Linked DNA regions of Sus scrofa: region 2 is linked to region 1. The links are chromatin contacts, called in public Hi-C maps. All regions are on one chromosome and are shown on one strand. The core of a region is the stretch at or near the end of the contact, and the rest is flanking DNA. Distances in the headings are between cores, read along the strand shown.

Region 1 (5,008 bases), core at 695-3,194:
ACCATCCGTTGACCATACGTACGGAGATCTGGACTCTCTTCATTGGTCCGTATGTCTGTCCTTGCGCCTACCACATTGTCTTGTAAACTGCAGTTTTATACAAAGTCTTGAAAACAGGTATGTATGTATGTATTCCAACTTTGTTCTTCCTATACATTTCTGTAAATATTTAAGAGTTATCTTGTCAAATTAAAAAATATTCTGCTGGGATTTGAGGAAAATTTAGTTTAATAATTTGGGACTTCCAGTTCATGAACATGGAATAGCTATTTATTTAGGTCTTTACTTTCCCTTGATGGTGATTTATAGTGTTTAGCGCACAAGTCTTGCACATGTTTTGTTAAATTTATCCCTCTATATTTCATGTTTTGGGATCCCGATAAGCATTAGATAGTTTTACATTAAATTCCTACCTTTTCTACAGCATATAAAAGGATTGATTTTTGTTACACTGATCTTGTATCCTGCAACGAGTTCCAGCAGCTTTTCTATGGATTCCTTAGGCTTCTCTAAGAATACAACGTTGTCACTTGCAAATAGTTTTACTGATTTCCCAGCGTGAATGCCTTTAAAAACAGGTCATAGTTTTCATCAAATTTGAACAATTTGCAGCCAGTATTTTTTCCCAGCCACATCTCAGACTTCCCCTCCCCTATTGGAATGTCTTCCGGTCTTCCTCAAAATTATCTAAGATCCCCGGATGGGGCTGGTAGTGCAGCCTAGGGGAGGTGCCCAGAGCCAGGTGCACCAAGTACAACTTTCTTCCTTTTGCTGTGCTCTGGACCCTCTCATTCACCTGGAGATGACTCTCCACACAGAGGAGCTTCCTGGACTCAGGTCCCTGTGGTCTTTGGTTGTGGTCCCTGGCCCCAGGCCAGGCTCAGGTTCCAGGACAACCCAAGAAGCTGATCGCTTCCCTGGCCTGGTGCAGACTTTCCTTCACTGAATCAACGGAGATCCGAGTTGCCACAATCGTGCTAACACACTGATTTGCAGGTGACTCAAACGGTTCCAGGCCTGGAAGTGCTTAAATCTCACAACCCCATGAGGCCGGTTTTTAAATGATCCCGGTAGAGGAAATTGAGGCATAAGAGCGATTTAGTTGCCCGAGCTCAGGCAGCTACTAAGACTGGTGGAGCTTGGAATTTAGGGTTTGAATTTCAGTAATCTGACTCCAGAGCCTGCCTTCTTAACTGTGTGCTTTAAGGGGAAAGAGAAAAGAGCTCTTAGGAAAAGGCATGTATGTTTGGAGGAAGATTGTAGGAAAAAAAAAAAAAAAAGAGAGAGAGCGAGAGAATGGATAACAGTGGGATATCACGTTTCCTGCAAGAAAGCGTCTTCTTAGCCTTATATCTGTCGATTGTCTTTACCTGTTCAAACTTTCCTCCTTCGGTGTCTCGTCATGTCCTGTTTCCTCCAGCTTCCCTCTTATCCGCCCACCCCCCAATCCCGCGCTGCCTAGCACTCAATGCCCTTAGAACACTGGCTCCAGTGCAATCCACGCAGGTGGGACAATTTGATTGCGGGCCCCTCGTCCCCATACATGCCCTACAGGCAGGGAAAATGGTGAAGTGGGCGCTTCTTCCCCAGAACCTCTTAAGAAAGAGTCTTTGGCGGGAAGCTACCACCGTCCCTCTCCACAAACAATCTCTGCAAAGCCTGGGCGGGGCCCGGTCAAGTCCAGGTGTATTTCCACTAAATGCACTAGCAGGGCCCCCGTCGCCAGTGTCGAGAAGCCCCGATGTGTCTAACAGTGGGTTCCGCAGGCTAGCAAGGCGGAGGTTTTCCCGAAAGCGGAAACGGCACTGCAGCCTCCAGATCATACCTAAGGGCTCGCGCCCCCGCGCCCAGGCCCGGCGGCCCGGTCCCCACGCGACGCGCGCTCCCGCAGGCCGTGGGCAGGACCGGGGGCGGAGTGGGCAGGACCCGGGACGGGGGGTCGGGAGGGGCGGGGCGGTGGCCGGGGGCGCCCGCCCCTCCCACTGCGGGCGGCCGGGCTGGCGGCACTGAGCCCCCTGCGCGCGGCACATGGGGCGCCTGACAGAGGCGGCGGCAGCGGGCGGCGGCGCTTCAGAGGCGCGCTCGGCCGGGCCCCCTCCCACTCCCCTGCCCCTGTCGTCCACCTCCCCCGGGTGCGCGGCCACCATGGCGTCCAGCGAGGAGGACGGCGCCAACGGCGGCTCCTCCGAGGCCGGCGAGGAGAGGGAGGCCGCGGGCAAGAGGAGGCGCCTGGGCTTGTTGGCCACCACCTGGCTCACCTTCTACAACATCGCTATGACCGCGGGGTACGTGCGCCCCGAAGGGCCCTCCCCGCGCCGCTGCCCCCCGACATTCCGCGCTCCGGCCGCCGGCGGGGCGGCGTGGGGCGCTGGGCTCCCTGGAGGGGTCGCCTAGCGGGCCGGGGGCGCCTGTGCGCGTGCGTCCAGGGCGGCCGGGTGGTCGCGGTGTAGGAACGGGGAGCGGGTGGCGGCCGTGGGGGAGGGGCGCTGTCGCCTACGCCGCCACCGTCGCCGGGCTTGAATGGAGCGGAGCGGGGCGCGCGGGGGGCGGCGGGGGGGGCCGGGGCCCTGCTTCCCGGGCATTGCCTAATACGGTGCACGGTGTGGCGCGGCGGCCGCGGGGCGCGGGCCGGAGGTTAAGTATAGACCCGGGCAGGAATGCGGGGCCGACTCGCGGGGGAGGCGGCTCGGGCCCGGCCACACCGGGCGCCGCCGCTGCTGCAGCTCCTGGTGCACAAACGCCGGGTCCCGCCACCCCGGAGCCCAAAGCTGCCCGGCCGGTGGCCCAAACCCGCTTCCTCGGCCCCTGGCCTCTGGAGTGAATTTCCTTGTGCTCCCGATCTCTGGGCAGAGTGTTCCTAAAGGTTCATATCATCGCATTTTTTTTTTTTTTAAGTAATAGTGAGCCCGACAGCTTCTTACTTGGGTCGATTTTCAAAAACCCTACCTTATCGGAGCATGGCACTTGTGTCCAGCATCTTGAGGGCTCCATGACAGATAGGCTGTACTTTTATTTCTGGCTTTGAGTGTGACTTACAAGTTAAGGTTACACAATGACTATCACTGCAAAGAGCTCTCACAGTGGCTTGGGTCCACCGCTTTTCAAAACCTGCTTGGGAAAATGCTTTCCGGTGTCTAAATGGCATTGCCGTTTAAAAAAGTTATTTTCCTGTTGTCTCATGAAATTATTATTAACTTGTATAAATGTGGGGGAAGTTAAACTTCTCTAGGGCTTGTAGAAAAAGGTGATTGACAAAGATTTAGTAAATGATTTGACACAGCACTGAATACCTATTTTGTGCTTCATATTAATTATAGTTGGTTAAAAATATTAACATTTATTGGAAATTCTGTGTGCCAGGCACAGGGTCTGTTACTTGAAACGTAAGGGACATTTTTGACCCTCTCCAAACCTCTGAGGGCTGCAGGATATTACAGTTAGTAGAATGGGAAACTGAGGCACAAACACGCTAAGTAGCTTGCTCAAGTTCACACAACCGCAAGAGTGAGACTTGGATTTCAGCGCAGACAGACTGACTCTGGAGCCATACTACTACTTTTTTACACTATTAAATTTCGCGATTTTTAAGAAGTTTTATTGAAGTATAGTTGATTTATAATGTGTTAATTACTGCTGTAGAGCAAAGGGATTCAGTTGTATTATATCCATTCTCTTTCAGATTCTTTTCCAATAAAGATTATCACAGAATATTGATTAGAGAGCCCTGTGCTGTACAACAGATCTTGAAAGAGAAAACTAATATATTCAGAGCTACTGGAGAACCGTTGAAGACACACTGTGTGCTGCAGCCTTTCGATAACCTGGAGGCTGAAAAATTCCCTCTCCTCTCTGCTAATCTCATCCAATTAATAAACACTTGGGGACACCTGCCATTTATTAATGGTCTGCTGTCCCTTTCCTTTCCAGAACACTCTCCCTTTTGAAGGCCAGGTTACCTTTGAAAAAATGAGACTCGATGCATAACTCTGGTTTAAAGCTTTGGGTGACACCCCATTAACCTCCGCTGTAATGGAAGGGATTTTTGGCTGTCTGTCCTTCAAGGCTCTTTGCATTATCTCCCCGATTCCCCTTTCCAGTTTTATTGCTTTTGAAATCTCCAATATCTCACCCTGCCCTCAAAACACCATGCAATTTTGTTTTCGTGGCTCTCTCCATCTTTGCTCAGGCTGATAATCATTCTGGGTAATATTCCCTGTCGTCCTCTGGTGACTTCTAACCAAGCCACCTCTTTGAAGTTTTCTGGGTCTCTTACCCCACCTGGAATGGACTTAAATGTTCCCTCACTTCATCCCTAACCTTCCCTCCCTGGCTCACAAACCACTGCTCCCGCGAAACTTGTCTCCCTCTTGTGTCGAGAAGGTCCCATGCCATTTTCATCTCTGTTTAAAGGCAAAGGTAAGGGAAATGGAATAAGCCATATAACTGAGCCTCTTGGGAGGCTTTCTCAAGGCCTTGAGATTGGAAGAAGGAATAGGATTTGCCGATGTAGAGGGTAGACATTTCAAGTGAGACGAATTCTGATGGTAGGCATGAGATGCAAGAAAGCCTCCCAATTTAATCAGAGGGCTGGGGAGCGGTGGCAGATGAGGCTGGCGAAGTTGCGGCGTTGAGAGTGGGACACAGCCACCACGCCATGTGCATTTAGCATATGTTTGGTTTGGGGAGCAGAGGTTCTTTCTGTCCATTTGACTTGCTTGCTTCATTTTTCTCTTTTGGCAGAACTTTGGAGGGTTTATTGATTTTTTTTGTGATCGTTTTGAAAACCATAAGATGATATTTAAGAAATAATACTTTGGGAGTTCCTGTTGTGGTTCAGCGGACACGAACCTGACTAGTAACCATGAGGATGTAGGTTCGATCCCTGGCCTCACTGGGTGGCCGTGAGCTATGGTCTGGGTCGAAGACATGGCTTGGATTCCGCATTGCCGTGGCTGTGGCGTAGGCCAGCGGCTGTGGCTCTGATTGGACCCCTAGCCTGGGAACTTCC
Region 2 (5,008 bases), core at 1,133-3,632, 73 kb before region 1:
TTTTGCATACATGGAATACATTGGGTCTTCATTCATCAACTTGGTGTACAAGGAAAGTGCCTCCATCACTTTCCCATTGAGTTCAGAGAGTTCTGAATGCTTCCTGAAATATTATACGGTAACATGAAACACAACTGCTATCTAAATGACACAATGTTCTAGATAATAAGATGCATCAAAATAGCAAAATTTGTAAGAAGTGGTATAGGTAGACATTATTAAAAAATGTAACCTCATGACAAAAAATACCCTATAGTTTAGCTCCAAGGCAACTAAAATTGTTTAAGATTTAGGTACTGTGCTGGAAGAACTCCAGCTTTTTGTTCTTGACTTTACCTCAAAATATCCAGTTTCTCTACTAATTAACAGATGGGTCATTTGTGGGCTCTGATAATGCCACTTACAGCAAATATGATTAACAACAGTTACCTCTTATTTTAAAAAAAGACTAACATAGTCAAAGTTAAATAAATCCTCACCTACAAAAAACAGGGGACAAACATCTAATTCCCACATCTAATAGAAAACAAGTGAATGAGAACTGGCGTATCTTTAAAAAAATAAAATAAAATACAAGGGAGCTCTATTTCAATGCACAGCCTAGCAAGACATGTAGGGAAGAAGGTACACAGTACAGATACAGCATCTGCTTTTACCTGTCAATATCTTCCAGCTTTTCATCAATGAGAGGTCCCATCTGGTGACACATGGCTAAGATGACAAAATTCGAAGAAATATAAGAAAATGTAGCAAAAGAAAGTGAGTTATGGATATTTGTATAATTTAAAGACATAAAAGATCTAATTTGAAATAATAAAAATTCTATTATAATGGGAGTTCCCATAGTGGCTCAGTGGTGATGAACCCACCTAGTACTCACGAGGACACGGTCCGATCCCTGGCCTCACTCATTGGGTAAAGGATCCAACATTGCCGTGAGCTGCAGTGTAGGTCGAAGATGTGGCTCGGATCCTGTGTTGCTGTGGCTGTGGTGTAAGCTGGCAGCTGCAGCTCCAATTCAATTAACCTTAGCCCAGCAAATCCAAGATTGATTTTCCTGGGTATTTATAATGTCAATACTTTTTTTCTTTTTGTCTTTTTAGGGCCACGCCTGAGGCATATGGAAGTTCCCAGGATAGGTGTCAAACTGGAGCTGTAGCTGCTAGCCTACAACCACAGCCATAGCACCGCAGGATCTGAACCTCATTTTTTACCTACACTACAGCTCACGGCAACCCCAGATCCTTAACCCACTGAGCGAGGCCAGGGATCGAACCCACATGCTCATGATACGAGTTGGGTTCACTACTATTGAGCCACAATGGGAACTCCTAACATCAATATTTTAGATTGATCATACAGATCTCAGAAAATTTTTAACACCAATTTCTATTTCACAACATTAAAAAAATGCTGAATAAGATCTTTTTTTTGTCTTTTTGCTATTTCTTGGGACGCTCCCACAGCATATGGAGGTTCCCAGGCTAGGAGTCTAATCGGAGCTGTAGCCACCGGCCTACGCCAGAGCCACAGCAACACGGGATCCGAGCCGCGTCTGCAACCTACACCACAGCTCACGGCAACGCCGGATCGTTAACCCACTGAGCAAGGCCAGGGATCGAACCCGCAACCTCATGGTTCCTAGTCAGATTCGTTAACCACTGAACCATGACGGGAACTCCAAGATCTTTAATTTGGGTAGAAAAGTGTAATAATCTGAATTCTACCAAAGGTTTAAATTGCATATGGATGGGAAACTGTTCACAAAACAGTGAGAAATGTTGATATTCTTTATATCATTCTCAATTTTATTTAAATACAAAACTACCTGTAAGAGAACACTAGATACAACCTCTTATTACTCCTTATTTGCAAGGCAAATGGAAAATAAGGCTCACCTTCAAGATGAAGTAACTCTGGAAGATCCGGCTGGTCATCACTGGGATCTGTGCTTTGCAACATCTGCAGCAATTGGTCCATTTTATCCTATAGGAATTAAACAGTTAATATAAAAAACAACAAATCTCTATGGGAAAAAACCTTCTCACCTCATTAATTAGATAATGGGTAGAGAAGGCTTATAATTCATACATACAAAGAATTCACTTTTCTTCTAGGTAAGTACTATCCATGTATTCACTTTAGAATCATGTGAAGTCAGAGCCTTGAAAGCTATTCCTACTTATTTTGGAAACTGCTAAGAGAAATTCTCCCAAAAGAGAAGAAACAGAGGAACACCTCAACTTACAACATGTGAGTTCTTTAGTCTCTTAGGTCATGCTAGTGGATTTCTGTCACTGCTTTGGAGCAGCTGTAGCCTGGCCAAGCTGACAGCCGTAACTGCTCTCTCAAGAAGGCACGGCTTATGACTAACAAGTCCGTTATGACTCCACCACGGAGAACACAGCAGCTGTTTCAGCGAAGCTCAGCTCAGCTATATTACAGCTGTTCTCCTTTTAAGTGGCACCAGAAGCAGTGAGTCTACATTCTCTATCCACCAAAGTATCAGTTTGTCACCAAAAAAAAGGAGGAAGATTTGTAGTTTCTCTATCCTCCTATGTGAAAGGGCAGAAGGCATCTTAAAGCAGTGATTCACATGTATCTCAGAATCTTTGGTTCTAAGACCAACAGAACTTATGCAGCCATCATTACAGAAAGACATACATTATATTAGTATAGATATATCTGTAGGTACAGCTCTCATGTACTAACGAATACTAACATAATAATTACAAACTTTTCTCCATTTGTGGTTTTTACTTATTTATGCTACTAAGCATAGCTACATAAGGTTAATAATTTCAAGACTACCAATTCGAAGCAAAATAGTTATTTAAACCAAAACAAAACTCTACAGTCTGCACAGGGGAACAGTTTGAGAAATAAGTTAATCACTAGAGTGAACGTGACACAGGTATATTAAAAAAAAAACTCTTCTCAAGTCAAAAGAATTTTGTAGTTTGAAATAGGCATTCATTTTTCAACATAAAAGACTCATAATTTTCACTTTAAGTGGTCTGAAAAAAAAAGGTACATGTCAGAAGTTCCCTGCTGGCTCAGTGGGTTAATAAGGATCCAGCACAGTTGCGGTGTTGGTTCAGTCCCCGGCCAGAGAACTTCTGCATGCTGCAATTACAGCCAAAGAAAGGCGGGGGGTGGGGGGGGGAGGCACATATCAGAAAGGTTTGCCTGCAAACAAACAAACAAACAAAAAGGAGGTGGGGATAAAATGGGAGTGAGAATCAACTAACACATGGGTAGCTTTTGTTCTGTTTACAGAATACTACACTGTATTTGAAATTACCTACTCTCACAGAAATAAGGTTTCTAGATAGAGCAACAGTCTGAGCCTACATGCGTTTTCCGATGTAATGATATTGGCCAAACCCCACATATTCCTTGGCTCTCAGCACAGTTTTCTATAAAAGCAGAAGAGCATTCTGTTTCTCTAAAAGAGCACTCTTCAACCTTTCTGCTTCTGGTTCCCCTAAAAAAAGGCTAAAAGGCTTACAAATCCCTTCACGTGTTTTAAAGACGACATCTCATTTTTCACCAGTAGTTTAAAATGTTACAAAGAAGTTCCCACTGTGGTGCAGCAAGATCAGCGCTGTCTCTGTAGTGCCAGGACACAGCTTCATTCCCCACCCGGCACAGCGGGGTAAGGATCTGGTATTGCCATAGCTGCAGCACAGGTTGAACTGTGGCTCGGATCTGATCCTTAGCCCAGGAACTCCACATGCCTCAGGGCGGCCAAAAAAGAATAAACAAGTAAATAAAAATAACAAACACATAAATATTATTAAAAAATAAAAAGTGACAAAGAATAGAATTTTCAGAGAATACGGATATTAAAAAAATAAAAGTCTCATGTTCTTTTGAATACATTCCCCCCCCAAAATCTCATTACGACTGTGTTTGTAATGGTAAAAAAAAAAAAAAAAAAAAAAAGAGCCACAGAAAAAAAAAAAAGAGCTAACAACAGAATGACGAAGCGATAAATCCATTCTATGGGGGTGAGCAATGAGATCCGGCTGTGTAAAACTGGGAACTATATCTAGTCATTTATGATGGAGCCTAATAATGCGAGAAAAAAGAACGTATATATGTATGTGTGAGGGGGTCACCATGCTGTACAGTAGAAAATTAACAGAACACTGTAAACCAGCTATAATGGAAAAAAAAAATCATTACATAAAAAATCCATTCTATGGGATGTTAAACAGGAATTAAAAATAACAAGTTACAACCACATGTACTGAGATGGTCAGAATGGGACTAGAAAGGAACTTTCGAGGAGAATTTCTGCTTTGTCAATATTGTTTGAATTTTTATAGAAGCAAAATACATGCATTAATCAAGCACTGAATTTTATTAAAGGAGAGAAGAAACCCATTTCAACTTCAATGCCGAGTATGACGCTCTCCTACGGGCAATCACTTACCTCATCAATATAGGCTTGTTCTGGCTCTGGTTCTATTGTTTCTACCTGAACATCGTCACTAAACTGTACCGTCTTCTTCTCCGTTTTGACTGTAAAACAGGTTAACATTTATCTTTTTCTTATCACAAAATTAAAATTTTATTTTAAAGCACTTTAGGTTCCAGGAAAGAACTTGGGCTTTTCTTATAGTTCCTTCAATCTGAGAGGCTCAAGTTAAGGGATGATTAGGTTACAGATTTACGCATTAATGACAGAACAGGACTTGATGAAATTCTACACAGATTTCCTCTTCTAAAGATTTTATTTTTTCCATGATAGATACTTCATTGCAAATAAGAGAGAGATTTCTGGAACAAAGATTAATCACCATTACACATCAGAGTTCAGTAAACTGGTGAACCAAAGACAAAGTTTTACAATGGCATAAACAAATTCTATTTAAAATATATTCTGTTTTCAAATTACCAGTCCTTTCAAAGAAAAACCTCTGTTTTCCACAGGCTACACTATTTCAATGTAATGAACCGGAAAACTAGCTACATATTCCCCACGCACCTCTCAGAATTT

The links. Hi-C and Micro-C count contacts between places; a contact is called where the count stands out from the background.
Region 2: a contact with region 1 is called in a Hi-C map of embryonic fibroblasts, with 4 times the contacts expected there. The contact joins the enhancer-like site here to the promoter of HACD1 in region 1. A contact is called at or near these places in 2 of 5 promoter capture datasets (fetal liver and fetal skeletal muscle), 9 of 47 Hi-C or Micro-C datasets (alveolar macrophages, embryonic fibroblasts, mesenteric adipose tissue and 4 more) and 2 of 2 datasets of contacts at active chromatin or transcription factors (alveolar macrophages and skeletal muscle).

What each region holds. Positions count from the first base shown.
Region 1 is chr10:43,926,377-43,931,384 of Sscrofa11.1, reverse strand. HACD1 (very-long-chain (3R)-3-hydroxyacyl-CoA dehydratase 1) reads left to right here and starts at 1,944. Exons shown (of 7, transcript XM_013980233.2): 1 at 1,944-2,285. The coding sequence starts at 2,029.
Region 2 is chr10:44,000,040-44,005,047 of Sscrofa11.1, reverse strand. STAM (signal transducing adapter molecule 1) reads right to left here. Exons shown (of 16, transcript XM_021064813.1): 9 at 4,442-4,530; 10 at 1,899-1,986; 11 at 657-711; 12 at 1-103. Among named protein-coding and RNA genes, the nearest start is that of TMEM236, 53 kb to the left of the region's middle. Within about 2 kb of position 2,382, at least 10 of the 83 cell types and tissues checked have an H3K27ac peak or open chromatin away from gene starts, as enhancers often do. A contact at or near this core is called in alveolar macrophages, embryonic fibroblasts, fetal skeletal muscle and 1 more, where this site is marked.